Regions from separate parts of the Mus musculus genome. Here region 1 is linked to region 2. Evidence: chromatin contacts called from public promoter capture Hi-C data. All regions are on one chromosome and are shown on one strand. The core of a region is the stretch at or near the end of the contact, and the rest is flanking DNA. Distances in the headings are between cores, read along the strand shown.

Region 1 (3,018 bases), core at 161-2,660, 230 kb before region 2:
ACAATAAGTCCTTGTGTGTTGTTGCACAGTAGGGTAACTGTAGACGATGCATACTATATTTCAAAGTTAGAAGAAGAGCTTTGAATGCAGTTGTCATAAACCTTTGAGAAAAAGTATTCCTTTTTAGTATAAATATAACAACATGAAAATATATGTTGCTTTAAGTGTTAAAAGACTAGTTGAGGTCTGATAATAATTCTCGGCAGGTAAAAGTGAACTGTGCAAGACAGATGGCCTGAGATCAATCTCTAAGGTTCATGTGAAGGCCGAAGAGAAAACCAGATGAACCAAGTGGGTCTCTCAACTTTCTCCCATACTCTGACACCAACGCCTCCTCCCTCCAGAGACACTAATAACAATAAATATTTTTTAAAAAATTAAAATATACTCAATGGACCATAAAACATAGTTTTAAAAATGTCTCAAGGATGCGTATTACCTCCCAAAGGTGGTCTTCAGCGGACTTAGCTCTGCTTCATTAGGACTCACAGACTTGGAGTGGGTAAGCAAGCCCTCGGAACACTGCAGAGGGTCAGATCAATATCACCGGTCCCAGTTCCAGAGAACTTCGGCACACACACAGTGACAGGAATCTCTCATCAGCCTCTGTCAAACGCTTGCACGCAAGTTCAGGAACTTCAGATCCATTCTACTTTAGAAACAATTAGGCCACCTACAGTCTCAGCGCTCAGGAGGTAGAAATTGGGATGTCAGGAGTTCAAGGTCATCTTCTGTTACCCATTTTGTAGGGGGGCTTATCCTGGCCTATATGAATATATTTCAATGATGCCAAAAAAAAAAATAAATAAAACAAAAACTTAAATGATATTTCAAAAAAGGCTATCTGTGAAACTCCATTTAGATGCTTTCTGGCCCATTTCTAAATAACCCAGTGAAACCACCTCTCCCTTCCAAGGATGTTCCACGTCTCTGACTTCCACAATTACCACTGAGGATAAATCCTGTTGTGTGCTAGTTACCACTGAACTCTGCTTCATAATCAATAGAACATTGTTGAATGGAGGAATGAATGGTAGTGACCCAATTTTTCCAAACAGAAAGCTAATCCCACCTCTAAAAGTATCGAATGGTGACAGAGCAGGTTCAGTCTGTCTTGCGTCTGACTTACATTGCTTGTCTCTTTGTGGGCCAGTCCTCAGTAACTCAATAGAACTGAGTTACTATGCCACTTTTCAGGGGGGTGAAAATGGGGTCTTGATGAGTTAACTGGCCTGCCCGAGACCAAACGTGCGGAACGTAGTTAAGTGTTAGAGGTAGGATTTGAAGCCTGTCGATCATTCTGATTCTCCTTTTCTCTACGTCTGCTTCCTGTCAATGGGCATCCTCACTGTCAAATGCAGATGGTACAGCAGGGCTTGGTCTCAGCCAGGCAGGCCTCTCCCCAGTCTCCATGGCTCAGCTGTCCAGCAGTTTCATCCCTAGACCATCCCAAACATGGTTGAGAAGCTCTGAGGGGAGGACCCAGCACTGCCCGGCCCCTGAAGTATCTAATCAGCAGTCCTGCTCAGCATATCAATCCAAGCCCACTCTAGACAGAGATGCCGGTGCCCAGTTTTCTATTTTTAACTGGTGTGAACTGAAGGAAAAGCACAGCATTAGAAGTCCAAGCACTAGTCAAGAACCAAGAATACAGGGCACCCCAGGGCAAGCTAGTGACCTGTGTCCTTTTCTCTCCTGTTCCTTCCCCCTCTCTTCACTGCTATCTTTCTGTTTCATTCTGAAAAAAAAAAAAATGCAAAGTTCCTTCAAAGTGTTCTCCACGAAGGAGATGACTCCCGTTTGTAGCAATGCTTCTCACACTTTCAATGCTAATCATGGACATCTTATCTTGCCATACAGTAGATCTGACTCTGGGGCGGGGTCAGGGATACTGTATTTCTAAATCACTCAAGTTATGAAGATGCTGTTTATCTATGGTCCACGCTTCGTGTAGGAGGGTTGGTAAATTCTCTTATCCTAAGTGGCTATGAACTTCTCCACAAAAACATTTGCTTTTTAAGGTGGGTCATTACCTGGGATGAAGAACTTTATCAAAGCCTGTTTAAAAGATGCCCATCTATCTGCCAGCAAGTAACTGAGATATTTTTGGTATCAGTGCCTCCATTTATTTTAGCATCTGAAGACCCGGTGGTGGCTCATAGACTGAAATCTGATTTTGAGCAAAACTCTTACAGAGTGGATGAGAACTATTTGGCCTCTGGGCTGGACTTGGCTAGACCCTCAGACAACCCTTCTCAGCTTCTTCTCTGCCAACTCAAGACCATGTCTGCAGTGGGTCCGAGACTGGTGAATTCTGGCTTTCCCATCTAGATGAGCATAGTCCCAGCTCAGGCTAAAGGAGACCAGAAGATGCACTACCCAGGTGCCCCTTTTGCATCCAGGTACTCAAATATCCTGTCAAGCTGCTCTTTGTGCCTATGACTCTGCTCCTCTGTCTCCCAGTACTGGAAGATGAGAAGCTGCTGTCTGTCCCCTGCAGCCCCAGCCCAGCTGTCAGGACCCTTCTCCAAGGGCAGGGCGCCAAGTCTTCCGGCATTGTGTGTGTGTGTGTGTGTGTGTGTGTGTGTGTGTGTGTGTGTGTGTGTGTGTGTGACTCATTGTCCCTTAGTTTGGAAGGGCTGAAGAGCAATAAGCCCACTCCACAACTAGGGAGCTCCCCCACCCCAAGGGGCGCATTGGCATCACATAGCCTTTCCCCGTCCCCCACCCCTTGCTGGCCTGCCCCTCCCTAGCTCCCTATATGGCCATTGCTCTGACTGCCCCCTCCCCTTCCTTACATGGTCTGGGAGCCCCCTGGCTGATCCTCTACCCTGCCCTTGGCTCCAAGAATGGCCTCAGCGGTCCTAGATGGTGCTAAGGCGACCAAATAAGGCAAGGTGGCAGATCAGGGGCCCCCCACCCCTGCCCCCGGCTGCTCCAACTGACCCCGTCCATCAGAGAGCTATAAAGCTGCGCTCCAGGCGACTGACACCCAGTGCCTGCCACCAGCGCCAGCCC
Region 2 (2,991 bases), core at 37-2,536:
TCAAGTGTACTGGCACATGCCTGTAATCTTACCTATTCTGGAGGCTGAGGTATGTAGGCTCTTTTGAGATCAGCCATGGTAAGACCCATGCACTCCTCAAGCTTGCATGTGAACTGTTGCCCAGGGGCTCAAGCTGAATGCTTTGTTCCTAGCTAGTGGCACTGTAGCAGTTGTAGAACCATTAGGAGTAAGTGTGTCACTGGGGGACCTTGTATGCTCTGCTCTTTATCCTGACCCTCCATGAGCTCCCACCGTCATGTACTGAAATCTCAAAAGTTGTGAACCAAAATTTTATAAAAATGTCCTTTCCATCTGCATTTTGTCAGCAATAAAAGGTCTTCACACCCTGTCTAATAAGTACAACATGAATCGTACAGTTTTTGTATGTTTCTGTCAACTACACAGCCAGCAACCTATTTTTCCAATATTAAGTTGAATATAACTGAGCTATGTTGAAGTCAACTTGAGAGTAAACAGTATTCATTAGTAGTAGGTATTGTGTACCTGAATCCAGGAGAGTGTTTATTATCTTGACTGAAACAGAAAGCATCCAGGGAACCAAAGGCACTAGATGTCTGGCTTTTCACACAAACTTCTGGCTGACAAGTCTTCCAGCTTCTATTCATTACAGTAAAATGTCAGTGGGTTTGCTGCTTCTAGCTGCAGTAAGAAAAAAGAAAATCTGAATTCTAACCACATCCTGGAACTTGCTGTTTACCACAAGTTTCTTGATGAAGGCTTTGCAGCATTTGTACTGTTACTTTTAGGGCCAGGAATCTCCTAAGATCCTGGGTCCCACCGTTGGTATCACAAAATAGAAGTTCCAGGTCTGTTTAGGTAAGTTCTGCATGCCCCGAAAGTGTCCTGCACGTTCACCTCTTAGTGAACTTATGAAGCAATGCTCAGAGCCTCCGGGTCCCCTGGGGCCTTAAGGGAGGGTAGCACTGTCACCAGGGCTTAAGTGCGGGGGTAGGAAAGGAAAAGTACTAGAAGAGAGTATGAACATTCCAGCATGAAACCCATTTGTATGGTAATTCTAAAATCTAGAGGATGTCAATTAAAGATGCCATCTACTTGTGGCAATTGCTTGAGACTGATAAAGGAGGTAAATGACGTTCATAGGGGTCGATGGAGAAAGGGGGCACCCTAGAAACAGCCAAGAGACACAGAGACTGCTTCAGTTGGAGCTGAGCAACATTCCAGGCCTGAGACGCAGGCGCCTGCAATGCCTTCCAGGAATTCTGGGAAGGCCTCTTCCACCTGCTGTGGGCGGGGCCTGGGTGGACCGAGGTTTCGGAGGGAGGTGACGCAGGAGCTATCCAGCACGTCAGCTCCCTGTTTTGGCCTAGATTGCAAGAAGCTCGCCCGCGGCCACACGGTGAGTTCCGCAGTGATGCAGGTGATGCGGTCCGACTTGTCGTTCAGCTGAAAGCGGGAGTGCTTGGGTTCCTTGGGTGTGGGGGAGCATGCCCTTCAGAAACCCTAGCTGGGGTCAGACAAAGGATGGATGCGGGGATTACAGGGGGTGGTTATAAATAAGGGGTGGGGGTGGAGTTCCGAGAGCAGCGATTGGGTAGTTCATCCGTGGGCTAGCCAGTAAAGAAAACATCCTGTATTCGGAGTTCATGAAGAAAGATGGAGATGATGGAGCCTGGTGCCCGCATCCAGCCCTTTTATCACAGCGGTAGATTGTGCTGTTAAAATAGCGGTCCTTGGCTCTTTGAAGAGCATGGTTTTAATGTCTGTGAGTTGCAAGGAAAGGCCGTTAGCTGCAGACAGATAAAATGAAGTATTTGTTTTAGGGAAGATATTTGGCTTGTTCCCTACCTTTTTATTCCCTATTCCCGTGTGAATGCTCAAAAGGGTTTATCTGACTATGGCCTGAAGCACCCATCCTGAACGAGCAGCTGCCAGGGAAGCTGTGTGAAAACTGTTTCCTTGTTCAGCTTCCCGTGGCTTCTACGGACACCAACATGTAAGGCAGATTTATCCCCCACCATGTCACTGTCTTTCCTCTCCCTGCTGCTTCTGCCTCCGCAAACCTTAACTCCCAGAACCGCTTATTACCATCAAGGGGCTAGACGTGCAGGGGGCTTACTAGGTACCTGGCTTTGCTCCATGCTCCTTACATGATTTTGATCTTTATCTTCACAGTAACTCTATAAGATAGATTGTTGCTATCCTTGGTCTGTAGAAAAGGAGGCTGAGGAACTTGCCCAGGAAGACCTAGCTGGTATGCAGTCAAGCGTCTCATGTTGCTTGCTTCCCTCATCACAGAGCAGGATAGGAGTTGGCGTACCTCTCTGCTCGGGATCTTCACCTATTGCCTGCTGGTCTGCTAAGTTCAAACACCCTCGGCCACTACTCCAGACCTTTCTCTGGGATGTTTTTTGATTGTCTGTTTGTTTTTTACTGTTTGGGTCTCCCTAACTCCCTTTTGTTATTCCTTTCTTTCCTTAAACTAGGAGATCTTAAAAATTACCACCCTCCCTATCTCAAATCCAAAAGTGCTTAGATTGCAAGGATCACAGACCATAGATGTGAGAACATATTCCTGTCCTTAGAATCCTCAGGTGTCAAGTTAGAGGGACTAGTTTATCCTAGACTCTTCTGTCTTCTTATTTCCTTCACACAGCGGTTTCCTACCTGGCTTGGACACAAAGCAAACCTCTAGGAATTTTTCATTTGAGTCTCCTTTCAGGGTGGTCCTTCAGCCTCAACTTGTGAGTCATAGTTATATCACCCCAGTTGTGTTATGGTTGCCCATTTTGGCCAAGTTATATAACTTGGTCCTTTCTTCTGCAGGTTAAAAATGGCCTCAAGGCTGGTCTCTGCTATGCTATCTGGCCTTTTGTTTTGGTTGATGTTTGAGTGGAATCCAGCATTCGCTTATAGTCCACGGACCCCTGACCGGGTCTCAGAGACAGACATCCAGAGGCTGCTTCATGGGGTTATGGAGCAGCTGGGCATTGCCAGGCCACGCGTGGAGTA

What was found. Capture Hi-C pulls out chosen DNA fragments and counts their contacts.
Region 1: a promoter capture Hi-C map of pancreatic islet shows a contact between it and region 2. The contact joins the promoter of C130080G10Rik here to the promoter of Scg5 in region 2. A contact is called at or near these places in 2 of 39 promoter capture datasets (the C10 cell line and neural stem cells), 1 of 115 datasets of contacts at active chromatin or transcription factors (embryonic stem cells) and 1 of 9 other capture datasets (pancreatic islet).

Annotation. Positions count from the first base shown.
Region 1 is chr2:114,052,788-114,055,805 of GRCm38.p6, reverse strand. C130080G10Rik (RIKEN cDNA C130080G10 gene) reads right to left here and starts at 1,410. Exons shown (of 3, transcript NR_028422.1): 1 at 440-1,410. It overlaps Actc1 (actin, alpha, cardiac muscle 1), which reads left to right and starts at 2,931. Exons shown (of 7, transcript NM_009608.4): 1 at 2,931-3,018.
Region 2 is chr2:113,827,386-113,830,376 of GRCm38.p6, reverse strand. It overlaps Scg5 (secretogranin V), which reads left to right and starts at 1,286. Exons shown (of 6, transcript NM_009162.3): 1 at 1,286-1,378; 2 at 2,806-2,991. The coding sequence starts at 2,813.